Linked DNA regions of Hordeum vulgare: all the other regions are linked to region 3. The links are chromatin contacts, called in public Hi-C maps. All regions are on one chromosome and are shown on one strand. The core of a region is the stretch at or near the end of the contact, and the rest is flanking DNA. Distances in the headings are between cores, read along the strand shown. Region 1 has its middle 98 kb from the start of LOC123443153. Region 2 holds the start of LOC123443153 (probable pre-mRNA-splicing factor ATP-dependent RNA helicase DEAH9). Region 3 has its middle 46 kb from the start of LOC123443153.

The links. A called contact is a pair of places that touch in the nucleus more often than the background predicts.
Region 1: a contact with region 3 is called in a Hi-C map of leaf, with 2.8 times the contacts expected there. The contact joins two enhancer-like sites. A contact is called at or near these places in 2 of 6 Hi-C or Micro-C datasets (leaf and seedling).
Region 2: a contact with region 3 is called in a Hi-C map of leaf, with 2.4 times the contacts expected there. The contact joins the promoter of LOC123443153 here to the enhancer-like site in region 3. A contact is called at or near these places in 3 of 6 Hi-C or Micro-C datasets (leaf and seedling).

What each region holds. Positions count from the first base shown.
Region 1 is chr3H:109,254,722-109,258,916 of MorexV3_pseudomolecules_assembly, forward strand. No RefSeq gene overlaps it. Among protein-coding and RNA genes, the nearest start is that of LOC123443153, 98 kb to the right of the region's middle. Within about 2 kb of position 1,725, at least 2 of the 3 cell types and tissues checked have open chromatin away from gene starts, as enhancers often do. A contact at or near this core is called in leaf, where this site is marked.
Region 2 is chr3H:109,353,083-109,357,596 of MorexV3_pseudomolecules_assembly, forward strand. It overlaps LOC123443153 (probable pre-mRNA-splicing factor ATP-dependent RNA helicase DEAH9), which reads right to left and starts at 1,948. Exons shown (of 25, transcript XM_045119438.1): 1 at 1,747-1,948; 2 at 1,486-1,630; 3 at 443-517. The coding sequence starts at 1,862.
Region 3 is chr3H:109,306,987-109,311,368 of MorexV3_pseudomolecules_assembly, forward strand. No RefSeq gene overlaps it. Among protein-coding and RNA genes, the nearest start is that of LOC123443153, 46 kb to the right of the region's middle. Within about 2 kb of position 3,000, at least 2 of the 3 cell types and tissues checked have open chromatin away from gene starts, as enhancers often do. A contact at or near this core is called in leaf, where this site is marked.

The sequences.
Region 1 (4,195 bases), core at 475-2,974, 54 kb before region 3:
TTGGCTATGTGTGATCCGATCCTCTTTCCTTTTTCTTTTGCGGGGTGTATGATCCGATCCTTATACGTAGATCTACCGGTCAACATAAGTGCAACAGAGTGGGACCTGCCAGTTGTCACTTGTTTTTTTAACACATTACAGATGGAGACCCTTATATATATTATTTGTATGAACGCTTTTAAAAGATTAAGCCGACATGTTATCTTGAGATCGATGAAGTCGGCATAAACATCTTCGTAGTCCACATGAACGTCTCTTCATTAAATACACATCGTCAAATGTTTTGAAATAAATGGTCTGAAATAATTCAAATTGCCAGCTGCGGCTTCGCATCCATACTGCATACCCACGTAACATGGGTGGTTACGCAGAGCCATGTGTATGGCATGATCTGCCTTTGTTGCCGTTACAAACTATAAATGTATATTTGTATGTCAAAACCTTGAATCATGCATGTTACATGTCCCCATACATCAAGGGGATGCGTGAGCCGCACCGACCTCCTAGCGTGCTTTGACTGCCCAATTGCCCATGATAGAACGAGGCAACCGTTGCATCCATTTCGGAGAAAAATACACCATAATTGCTCTTTTTTCATGAACAAGATCAGGAAACGGTTTGGTACAGCCGAAATGGGTGTCTCATGTGAACTCTCAAGTTAAAATTGCTGGCTGTGGGTGACAGGTGATGGCCACACACTTGCGACAATATGCATTATGTTTCTTGCCGGCATATTTGAAAACTGGTTTTGTGCATGCCTACCTTAGATTTCACATGGTTTGGACACACAATTTTATTATATTAATTAACGTAAAGAGTTAAAGTTTTTGCCTTGTCTATAAAAAATCGGATATAGGTACTTACACACCTTGGCAACATGATAACTAGTTTAACTAATTATTATCATGTGCTATGAATGTAAGTCGCATTGCGACTAATTTTCTGTCCCGGTTAGCAATGAAATCAATGCTTATGTTCTAGTTCAATGGCCCTGTTTGGATACTCTAACTTGGTTAGAGTTAGATTCTAACCCTTGAACTAACCTTAACTAACTCTAAGTCTAAAGGTGTTTGGATGGAAGGGTTAGATTGACAATAAATGCTCTTTTTTAATCATTTGGCTACTTTGAATCTCTCTCTTTTCCTGGACCCCACCTACTCTAACCCAAAAAAGCACCTCTTGGATGGGTTAGAGTTTTTGGGTGGGTTAGATACATCTAACCAACTCTAACCCACCTGTTTGGATCTTTTAAGGGTTAGATGACTCAAATCTAACCCACTCTAACTCTAACCCTATGATCCAAACAGGGCCAATGTGTTTGTTTGAATTCTTTGAAAAAGAACCTATGACCCAATGACAACCGGGTCCTACTCTTTTTTTTGCACAATCAACTGGGCCCTACTTGCAAGACATATGAATCTTAAGTTATCGTGACATTGTGTGCGCGGTTTCGCTCGACAAGTTTCATGTCCATATGGAGCGCACTATATATGTGATATGAAGGTTGTCCATACGACGACTCTGCCAGATCATTCTAAGGTTCATCAACTCATACATTTCCCAATCCATGCCATGCTGGGATGAAACCTAATCTTTGTGATGGTTTTAAGTTAAAACTCAAAATCATGTCCTAGTCACCCGAGTTCACTAACCCTTCAGATCTGGATAAGCTCAGTTTAAATGAGCACGTATAACGTCAGCACTTATTGCTACGTCCACACAACTACCATGGCAGTGCAAGTTGGAGGCACCCGGTGGCTTTCCATCATCACCAAGTCCTCCTCACCTTTATCAAAGAAAGAAGATGTCCTTGTCGCCTTTCTACATCATAACGAGATCGCAGCGACGCTAATCCGTTTTTGACTAACAAACATAAATTAGTGGCACAGCTTGGACAGATCGCAGATGAGCATGAAGAAAATGGCTCGCAGGCTTTGGAATAAACTAACCGCGTCACACGCAGCTTTTGAAGGAAGAAGCGGCACAAAAGCGTTGGCTCCGCGGAATGCCCGCGTTTCCGCCAAATTTGTATTGATGTTTAACACACACGTTAAATAAGTATCGCGTTGAAAAATTAGTTTATTTCACCCCCTATCATTTCAGGCGCTTCAACAAAGACGTAAAAATCGTGCGCGCGTTTGTCATCGCGCGTCGTTTATTTGTTGCGCCCGCTCCCGCACGCTGCATACTCGAGCGCCCGCTCGCAACTCCACCTACCCATCCAGCCGTGGTGCCGCCGCCGCCCGCGCCACCCCATTTTTGCCGGCGATCGTTCTGGCACTTCCCCGGCCTATCCCCCGCGTCGCCGCTGCTTCCTCCGTCTCTCTCTAGTCACCGCCGCCTCTCGCGCGCGGCAGCCGTCCGAAGAACAGCGCCCGGCCGCCCACTGCGGCTCGACGCCCGCAAGGTGTTCGACAAAACGCCCGCAAGGTATGTATTGGATTCGACTATACATTTTTTACATGAGTTTGTTGTATTGAAAGATAAACTATTTGTTGGAATTGTAATAAACTATTTGTTTGATTTGTAACGAAATTGAATTATTTTTGTTGATTTATTTTGTTTGTGTTTAATCTTTTTTATTGTGTTTTGAGCGCATATGTTGTTTGAGCGATAGTGCGCGCTGCATTTTAACGTACCTGCTGAAACTACGCGTGCGCTGCATTTTACAGCGGCCGCTAGAGCCAACGTTGGCCGCCGCGCCAAAACAGATGAAGGACGCGCCACAAACTGATTTTTAGGGTGTCACGCGTTGGACCGCTGTTGGAGATGCTTTTATATTGCGATGCGCTAGGAAGCATCTACAGTAGCATATAGTTAAGAGCATCTCCAATAGCCGTCCAACGCGCGGCGCGCTAAAAAATAGTTTGTGGCGTGATGTCCGTCTGTTTTGGCGCGGCGACCAGCACTCGCTCCAGCGACCGCTGTAAAATGCAGCACGCGCGTAGCTCCAGCAGGCGCGCTAAAATGCAGCGCGCGCTATCGCTCAGACAACATATGCTCTCAAAACACAATCAAAAAGATCAAATACAAATAAAATAAATCAACAAAAAATAGTTCAATTTCGTTATTACAACTCAAACAAATAGTTTATGTTTCAATACAACAAATAGTTCAACAATACATCATCAAACGCACAAATCATGATGCTCTTTGTCGGTCATTCCATGTCCACCACTCCTTGATGAGATCCTTCTACAAATCATTATGTGTTTCGGGACGCCGAATGGCATGATAAGAGGAAACAAAACGGGCCATCCTTTCAGCCCTCCGCCGCACTCGCACGGGATGTCCCAAGTGCTCATAGTGAGAGTAGTCTAAATCTTGGCCACACTCATTCTCGATGATCATGTTGTGCATGATCACACAAGCGTGCATGATGTACCAAAGCATCTTTTGATCCCAAAATCTAGCCGGTCCTCTCACAATAGAAAATGGGCTTGCAAAATCCCAAAAGCTCTCTCCACATCTCTTCTAGCCACCGCCTAGGCATTGTGGAAATAAAAAAAAATCTTACCTTCTGGTTTTTTCAACGGCTTCACAAATGTTTGCCACTTTGGATAGATGCCATCCGCAAGATAGTAGCCATAGTTGTATGTACGACCATTTGCTACAAACTGCACCGGTGGCAGTTCACCATTTGCAATCTTATTCATGAGTGGTGACCGGTTGAGAATGTTGATGCTATTCAAAGATCCAGGCATTGCAAAAAAAACATGCCAAATCCAAGTCTCTTGATCGGCCATCGCTTCAAGGATTATAGTGGAACCCTTTTTTGGCCATGGAATTGCCCATGCCATGCCTTAGGACAATTCTTCCAACTCCAATGCATGCAATCTATTGAGCCAAGCATACCTGGGAAGCCACGAGCTTTGTTCATCTCCAATAGCCTTGTGGCGTCTTCAACATTGGAAGATCTCAAATACTCCTGGCCAAACACTTGCACAATTCGACTGTGAAGCGCTTGATACACATGATGGCTTGACTCTCACCCATGGCCAAGTGATCATCAACTAGATCAGCGGGGACACCGTATGCCAACATACAGAAAGTGGTTGTCACCTTCTGAAAGGTGCTATTCCCGAGATCTCCGGCGGCATTCCTCCTTTGCTGAAAAAACCGGTCATGGCTTGCTAGTTTCTCTGAAATGCACCTGAACAACTCGGTGCTCATCCTAAACCGGCGCCGGAAATAC
Region 2 (4,514 bases), core at 698-3,197, 45 kb after region 3:
ATAATTTTGCAGGGTGTTGTCTCCTGTTACACACTTTTGGGGACTACCACATGACAACCCTGTCACAAACGGCTAGGTCTCAAAGGGGCAGCTGGATAAGCCTCCATTGCTGAGAAAGTCCAAGCTTATCTTTAGGAGTTATCTCTCCCTAATAAAGAAAAATTCTTAGATCCATATTTTTAGGATTTGATTTGCTACAAATTTAGCATGGACCTGGAGCTATATATAAAGAGAGGTAGAATGTGATAGAAGAGCATCCAGAACTATATAATATAGAAACTTTCTCCAGATAATTAGCTAAGAGCCTTACTCGCCATGCTAGGGGCGCACCCAAAAGAATAATCTGGTGCATGCTCTCACAGGACAGTAAAAAGAGAGACCTAGTATTACATAGCATCTAGAAAAGGATGCACAACTTGATGAACATTTAAACATTTGATACCTGCACAGCCAATCGTCTTGGCTGGGTGCAACCTATAAGTCGACCACCCTCAGCCCAACCAGCCTCCTTAAGATACTGGTTCAAAATACAATGAAGTTAGAAATGAAACATAGTCTGCAAGTAAGTTGATGAGATAGGCAGTAGGCATAACAGTTACAGATGATGTGATAGGCAATACGCATAAGAGTTTTGACGTGTGCGGCTTACATTCTTTCAAATATTATAAATTGGCATTTTCACCAACCAAACTACACTTTCCATCAACCTTCAAGTATATATGTTGAGATTCAAAAACTGGAGCAGATCTAGAGTCAATTGAAATATAGGTGCAACTAAGCAAACTACTTTGGTTCAGCATGGCTTCGAATTTCAATGTCAACAGTATCCAGAGTATATTACAAAGATATGGCTCAGTTCAGTTGTAAACAATGTTTCGCCTCTCTATTTTTATTCTGTCCCCTCACCACTCTTATCTGATAATGCATGTAAGTGATCTGTCACCCCAGCCATTCTTCATGCTTAATATCCTACTGTGAGAATTGGTTGATATATACTTATATTGGTAGGATGTCGGCACACAATATGGTGACACGATAGAAAATACGAACCAGAGGCATCAATCAAATGCAGAAACGAGGAACCATCACTGCTACAAAATACTCCCTCCGTTCCTAAATATAAGACCTTGTAGAGATTGCACTATGGACTACATACGGATGTATATAGACATATTTTAAAGTGTAGATTCACTCATTTTGCTCCATATGCAGTCTATAATGAAATCTCTACAAGGTCTTATATTTAGGAACGGAGGGAGTATAAGGCAAAGCCCTTTATCTCGCCCAGTCAGTAATCCAGTAAACGTGAGGTGCTTGTTGGAATCCAAATACAACACCGATGATACACACCACTTCTTCGGCCGAATGCCCCCCCCCCCCGGGGATAGAGCGCAGCACAGAAACAGATTCTCAAATGATCTAGGGAGCCCCCCCCCCCCCCCCCCCAATTGGCCGTACGAGAGAAAATTGGCTGGAGGAAAGTACCTGAGGGATCTGCGTGGACTTGCCGCTACCCGTCTCGCCGACGATGATGGTCGTACCATGCCGCTCCACCAGGTAGAGGATGGCCTTGCGGTACTTGTACACCGGCAGCCGCTGCCTCAGCCTCTCCAAGGACGCGTACCCAAACCTACCACCAACCAAAACAGAGGAATAGCGCCCGGGCACAAGTTTAGGAACCTCAGGTAGGGGAGCGCGAAGTAGAAGGGGAAGGAGGCAGAGGGTTTAGGGTTTGAATGAGCGGACCCGGAGGACGAGGAGGAAGCGCTGGTGTTGGTCGGGAGGAAGAGGACGCCGCCCTCCTCATCGTCGACGAGCGAGGCGCTAGGCTTCTCCGACCCTGGTCTCCAGAACTTCGACATGGCCGCCGGTTAGGGTGGCTTGGAGGGACTGATGGTGGGGTTGGAGAGGAAGCGGGACAGAAAGAAGTAATTTCGCAGAGAGAAAGATCTCTAGGTCCGTTAACTGGTGGTTGTTCTAGGGGGCTTTAGAGGCCATCATTAATGGGCTTCAGAGCCATTGCTGGACACTTTGATTTCCTCATTCGCAACAGTCTTTCTTGTTTTTCTTTTTTTTTCAAAAAAAACAGTCTTTTATTTCTCCCTACATACAAAATTGGCCATTTTAATTTTCAAAAGTTTCAAGAGGTTCTCGTCAGTATAAAGTACAAGACAGATAACACAGATCTATACCTAATAATAAAACGGCTATTGCTTCCGTCGAAAAACCCACAACATCATTTTTATAAAAAAAGCACCTGTAATTTTTGTTATTCAACCCGCGCTTCATCATTTATCTGCAACGCAAAAGGGAAAAACGATTCGCTGCAAAAATTATAGCCGTACGCATCGCCTCCTCCCGTCGACTCTGGGCCACCCTGGCCTGTGCCCAGGTCGCCGTCACACCACTCGCCGTCGCGGCCGACCTCAACGCCACCGCTGCCGATCTCAACCCACCCGCCTCCGCGGCTATACCTCTCCCTGCTCACTGCCCCCATTGCGGCGCTCGAGCGGATCGCATCGACCCTGGTCCACCCTGGCATGTGCCCAGGCCGCTGCCACACCACTCGCCGCCCCGGCCGACCTCAACCACCACTGCTGTCGATCTCAACCCACCCGCCTCCGCGGCCGTACCTCTGCCCGCTTGCTACCCCCGTTTCGACGCTCGAGCACAACTTCTGGATTAAATCAACGCGACAGCTACAGCAACTTGGGATGATGCGTCTGCTCGATGCAGAAAGGCGGCAACGCGCGGATAAGGCGCGTCGGCGCGAAGTACTTGCAGGTGGAGGCGGGCCTCCATGGCTCACACGGGGAACTCCGAGGTTATGGCGCGGCAACGGCGACTCCTTATGGCCAGATAGAGGCGCCTAACCCTTGCTCCCCTCATCGTATCCCCTCCTCCGGCAGGAACTCGTCATCTGGTGAGATCCCCTCCCCATGCCTCCAACGTGTGCCAAGCACCGGCAAGAAATTTTGTTTTGTGGGAATTTGTTTGCTGATGAATGAATGTATTGAATGTAAGATTGCATTGTTGTAGAGAGAGAGAATGGAACACCACCTTCAGTTTGTCATCTAATCTCACATTCTCTACCCCATGAGTGAAATAAGATAACAGTCCATTGATCAATTCACGTAGCCTCTTTGTTTTGCTTTGCTTGTCCCGCTCAATTTCTCATCATGGTGGAATTAACAATGGACGGGTTGATTTCTCAACAAAATAGGATAGGACTGACTACATTAGTTAGTTAGCTTATTTTAATAAATCAAAATGGTTATAAAAAGATTAAAAGCGTGTGGTATTTTTTTCTCCCGTTGCAACGCACGAGCCCTTTTGCTAGTATAAAATCAAAGATATACTATCACACTCGAGTCACTCGACCTGTCGACCACCACATATCCCCCATTATATTTGCATGAAAATATGGTTTATTTAGGACTGTAACAAAACTTTATCTTAAATGCTGCCTCACATTTTCTTAGAGTTTGGGAGATATTCATGGGTCGTTCTTCCGTCACAAGGACAGTAAGAGTTTTTTTGGTTCATAACTAACTTTGCCACAACTAACCTTAAGCAAAGTGTGACTGCCACAAAAAATGGCCACCACAAGTGTGGCAAGATTTGGCAAAAAAATAAGTCTATGACATATGAGTCATATAACTAGAAAAGTATGACGGGCCACTGTTGGATCGATAAAAGGGGTGTCTACAGGGGGGAATAGACTACTTGCATAAACTAAAATCCTAGCATTTTCCCAATTTTAATGGTTGACAGATTTTAGCAATTCTAACAAGTCTAGTGCACCCTAAACAAATATGGTAGCGAAAAGTAAAGGCATTGCACATGTAAGTAAGCAGTAGAGTTTAGTAAGATCAAACGCAAAGGAGACACGGTGATTTTTGGTGTGGTTCCGATAGGTGGTGCTATCGTACGTCCATGTTAGTGGAGACTTCAACCCACGGAGGGTAACTGCTATGAGAGTCCACGGATGGCTCCACCCACAAGGGGTCCATGAAGAAGCGGCCTTGTCTATTCCACCATAGGTTACGTCCACACAGGACTAACCTCACTCACGGTAGATCTTCATGAAGTAGGCGATCTCCTTGCCCGTACAAACTTTTTGGTTCAACTCTACAACACGAAGTAGGAGGCTCCCAAGCGACACCTAACCAATCTAGGAGGCACCACCCTCCAAAAGATAATAGATGTGGTAGAACGATGAACTCATTGCTCTTGTGCTTCAAAAGATAGTCTCATCAACACTCAATCACTCTCTCACAAATTTGGCATGTGTAGGAGAAATTGATTTTGTGGAAAACAACTTGGGGAGGCTAGAGATCAAGTTTCAAATGGTTTGATTGGAATCTATTGATCTCAACACATGAGTACGCGGCTCTTTCTCAGAAAAATGGATCTAACAAGTGTAAGTGTGTTCTGAGTGCTTCCTCTGCGAATGAGAGGAGGTGGAGGGGTATATATAGGCATCCCCCAAAATCCAACTGTTACAACATTAT
Region 3 (4,382 bases), core at 1,750-4,249:
TCGGATGTGGAGAATATGGCCCTATCGATTTCCCTCTCAGTGGAGGAGATTGAGATGTCGTTAACTCCGCTAACAAGAAGTCGGCCTCGGGCCCGGATGGTTTTTCTATCCTCGTCTTCGGACGGTTCTGGCCTATCATGCGCCCTTTGGTCTGCGCTATTATCCAAGGTTTCTGCTTAGGCACTGTGGATATTTCTCACCTTAAATATGTTATTATTTCCCTTATACCCAAGGTCAAGGGAGCTGACTCTATATCTAACTTTCGCCACATTGCCCTCATCAACAACTTTGCTAAATTCCCTGCTAAAGGGTTGGCAACGAGGTTGACACCTATTGCTCACCGTATCATTAGTCATACTCAATCGACCTTCATTAAAGGGAGACATATTCTGGGGGTGTTCTATGCTTACATGAAATTGTTCATGATCTTAGAGTGCGAGGCTCTCGAGCTATTATTCTAAAACTTGATTTTGGAAAGGCTTACGACTCGGTGAGTTGGGATTTTCTTCGACAAGTTTTTTATGCCAAGGAGTTTGAGGCTGGTTTCATGCATAGACTGGTGCATCTCTAGGGGGCACACGACTATGGCAGTTAATGACTCGGTCAACAAATACTTTTTAATGGACGGGGTCTGCGGCAAGGCGAACCTATTTCTCCTATCCTTTTTAATTTTGTGGTTGATGCTTTGTCTTGTTTGTTGGATCGGGCTACCTCGACTGGGTATATCACTTCTGTCATCTCCCACTACTACCGCATGGCATCACTCACCTCCAATATGTTGATGATACAATCATTTTAGTGGAACTTAATGAATCTTGCCTTACCAATCTTAAGTTTATCCTCTTATACTTTGAAGCCTTGTCGGGGCTAAAAATCAACTTTTCTAAGAGTGAGGTCATTGTCACTAGGGTTGAGGATAATGAAGCTTGACGGGTGTCCCGGCTTCTTAATTGTTCTCTTGGGTCCTTTCCTTTTAAGTACTTGGGGATTCCTATCTCCCCTTTCCACCTTTGTGCCAAGGAATTTAAACCTCTGGTCTCTAAGGTGGGTAATAGAGTCATGCCCTCGCATGGGAGATACAACACCTCAGCTGGGAAAATTTGGCATAGTAATGCTTGCCTTTCTTCCCTTCATATGTTCACCATGGGCTTCTATAGACAGCCTAAGGGCACACAAGAAGGTTTTGATAAGCATATAGGTGCTTTTTATTGGAACCCTGCGGACAACAAGCGAAAATATAGATTTGTCAAGTGGGATGTCTTATGCGGACCTAAAACCCTTGGGGGCTAGGAATTTTGAATACCTCGATTATGGACACTTGTCTTATTATTAAGTGGTGGTGGAAGATTATGACTGCTATTCTCGGCACCCTCTGGTTTGATCTACTTAAAGTTAAGTACTTCCCTGATGGTAGTCCCATGTTTTCCCTGGCGACTCGTGGATCACAGTTTTGGAAGAACCTTATTAAGGCGAGGGGCGTTTTTAGGGAGCACGTCAAGTTTGTGGTCAACAATGGTCTATCCAGTTGTTTTTGGTTGGACTGCTGGTCTCGTGACTCCACTCTTGCTTCTTCTTTTCCAACTTTGTTTCTTATTGTTCTAATCCCGAGATCTCAATCTCTGAGCTCTTCCGTAATAACTGGGACTTGGGCTTCCGTAGGTCCCTTTCTCCCGAAAAGTTGGGGGACTCGCATCGTCTTGTTGTTGTGTTCCCGATCTTCTCGGAGGAGGAGGACTCGGTTACCTGGCCCCATGTTGCATCTGGGAAGTTTTCCGTCAAGTCTCTCTATACTAGAATTATCTCGGGTACCACTACTTCCAAGTTCAAACCCATTTGGGCTGCGAGGATCCCTCCCAAAATTAAGATTTTTCTCTGGCAGGCCTCTAAGGGTCGGCTGCCTTCTGTTGATCAAATTTGAAAGAGGAATGGCCGTGGCTCGGCCTTTTGTGCTTTATGCTCTACGCAGGAGGATACTAACCATATCTTCTTTGGTTGTTCTCTGGCCAAGTTGATGTGAGGTTGTGTTCGATCGTGGTTGCAAACCTCTTGGGCCCCCACTTTGTTTTCGGATGTTCGCTTGTTAACCTCTAACCTTTAGGGGCGTTCTAAGAGGGTTTTTTGGGTCGGGATGGGTGCTCTTTGTTTGTCATTATGGACTATGAGAAACAAATTCACCATTGAGGGTGTGTTTCCTAACAAACCTACTGATGTTTTGTTTAAAATGTCTATTCTCTTGCAGGAGTGGAAATTATTGACTAAACCTGTCGATCGGGATGCGTTGGAGGCGTTGTTCAATAAAGTTCGAGGATCTGTCAATCTACTGTCATCTCCTTCCGCCACACCATCTCCTTAATTTGCTGGATCTTCCCTTTGCAGAAAGTGGTTGGCGTGTGTACCTTCGTATCTGTCATTTGGGCATGCGTGCCACCGAGCTATGGTTAACATATTTTGTGATGGCCGGCCCTGAGTATTTTGATTAAACTGTTTGTATGATGCTGGTTAGTTGTGACAGACAAAGTCCAGCGTATGACTTTTCTTTTAAAAAAATTGTTGCTCGCCTCCGAAGGTAGAGATCATGGCAGCATCGCAGTGATATGGTGGTCGCGAGGAAGTGTATCATACCACCCGAATTTCCGAATACGATAGCGCAAGTGGACGATCACGATCACCCCGAATTGAAAAGAACGTGAAACCGCCAGCTCCCTCATGGATTATCAACCACCCATAACCCATTGCTGGAGGAACACGAGATCTACCATTCCACCCTGACACCTAAAAAGAAATATATGTAGTTTTGTCGGCAAGGACGACTTCCCTGGAACTGTTTCTCAATCGCCCGTCTCGCTTTCGATCGACGGGAAGGATAAATCAAACTCAGCTCAGCTGTGTTTCCACCACGCGTGTCAACCGCGAGGATCGGACACCGCGTATCCTCCTGGTGCCTGGCCGGCGAGCCGCCCGCGGGATGTACACGCCGAAGGGGGAACGTGGCAAAGCGTCAACGTCACCGGGAACAAAGACCGGCCGTACGTGCTCGCACGGAGATGTAATCCTGACCGGACCGGGCGCTGATCCTGTAACAACGATTCAACTTTCGACAGATTTATGGTGTTGAAATTTAGCCAGAAGGCAGAGAATAATAATCATGCAACCCTGACGGTGGTGAAACAATTATTAGTCAGATGGTTGAAATTTAGCCGACAGCTCAGCTTCTTTGCCGCACTGCCACGTAGAGTGCTCCTCTAGCTGCGCTACACTTGTCATGGAGTCGGCAAAAGTATAAGACGCCGTTTCCTTTTTGGCTGTATATGCATTGCTTTATACGCTCCTGGTTCATAGTACGTTGGGATCCAAGAAGAAACAAAGTAGAGTTCAAAATAAAACGGCCAGGATAGGATGACTTGCCGGCAGGACAAAGTGCGAGATCCAATCCAAGTTGTAAGAACACTAGATACAATGCGGACTGCTGACTCCTGTTCGTTGCCTTCGGCTGAAGAAAGAGGCTCTCCATCTGTCTGCAGTTGCGACACTAGTCATAAACTGACATGTCGAAAGCACTTCCATTAGTTTGCAGCCGCAAAAGCGCGGAAACGCTACAAGTTCATCCAAAGTTTGTCCCGTTCTATCCTGTTAGAGCATCTCTAGTAAAACCCTCAAACCCTTAAATCTAAAACCAGTTTTAAGGGTTGAGAATTGACCATAAGGGTTGAAAAACAGGGGCAAAGATTAGAACCCTCAAACCCAACCCTTATAACGGAACGGAATATTCCGTTATAAGGGTTGGGTTTGAGGGTTCGAGTCTTTGCCTCAACCCCAACCTTTAAAACTATCATTTCATATATCACACATTTCATCATATGACATATCACAAATTTCATCACATTTGACATAAAACAATAATCATTCTAGTTATTATTACACCACCGAATAAAACAATAATCATTCAAATTATTACAACAATGTTTGAGCAAATTACAATTCTCATGTCTTGGTTCCCATTAAAATTACAAATTGCCTCTAGTTCTCATGCATGTGCACTCAAATCACCACCCCCTCTGCATCTATGCAATCATATATCAAAGAAACATTATATATGGGCAGAGTTTTAAAATTTACTGTAGTATCGATATGTAGAAGTACAACTTATCCATATTCGCAGAATGCCATATGCAGCTGCTCGTCGGGCAGATCGGGCTCGTGTGGTGCCATGCGGGTGCAGGGGCAGGCGAGGTGACGGGCGAGGCAGGCGGCGGGCGAGGCGGGCGCGACACGCGCGGCGGGGCGGCCGGAGCGCGGGGGGCGGCGGCCGAAGCACAGAGGGGCAGCGGGGCGACAGCCGGAGGGCGGCGGGCTGGCGACGGCCGCTGCGGCTTCCTCCCGCG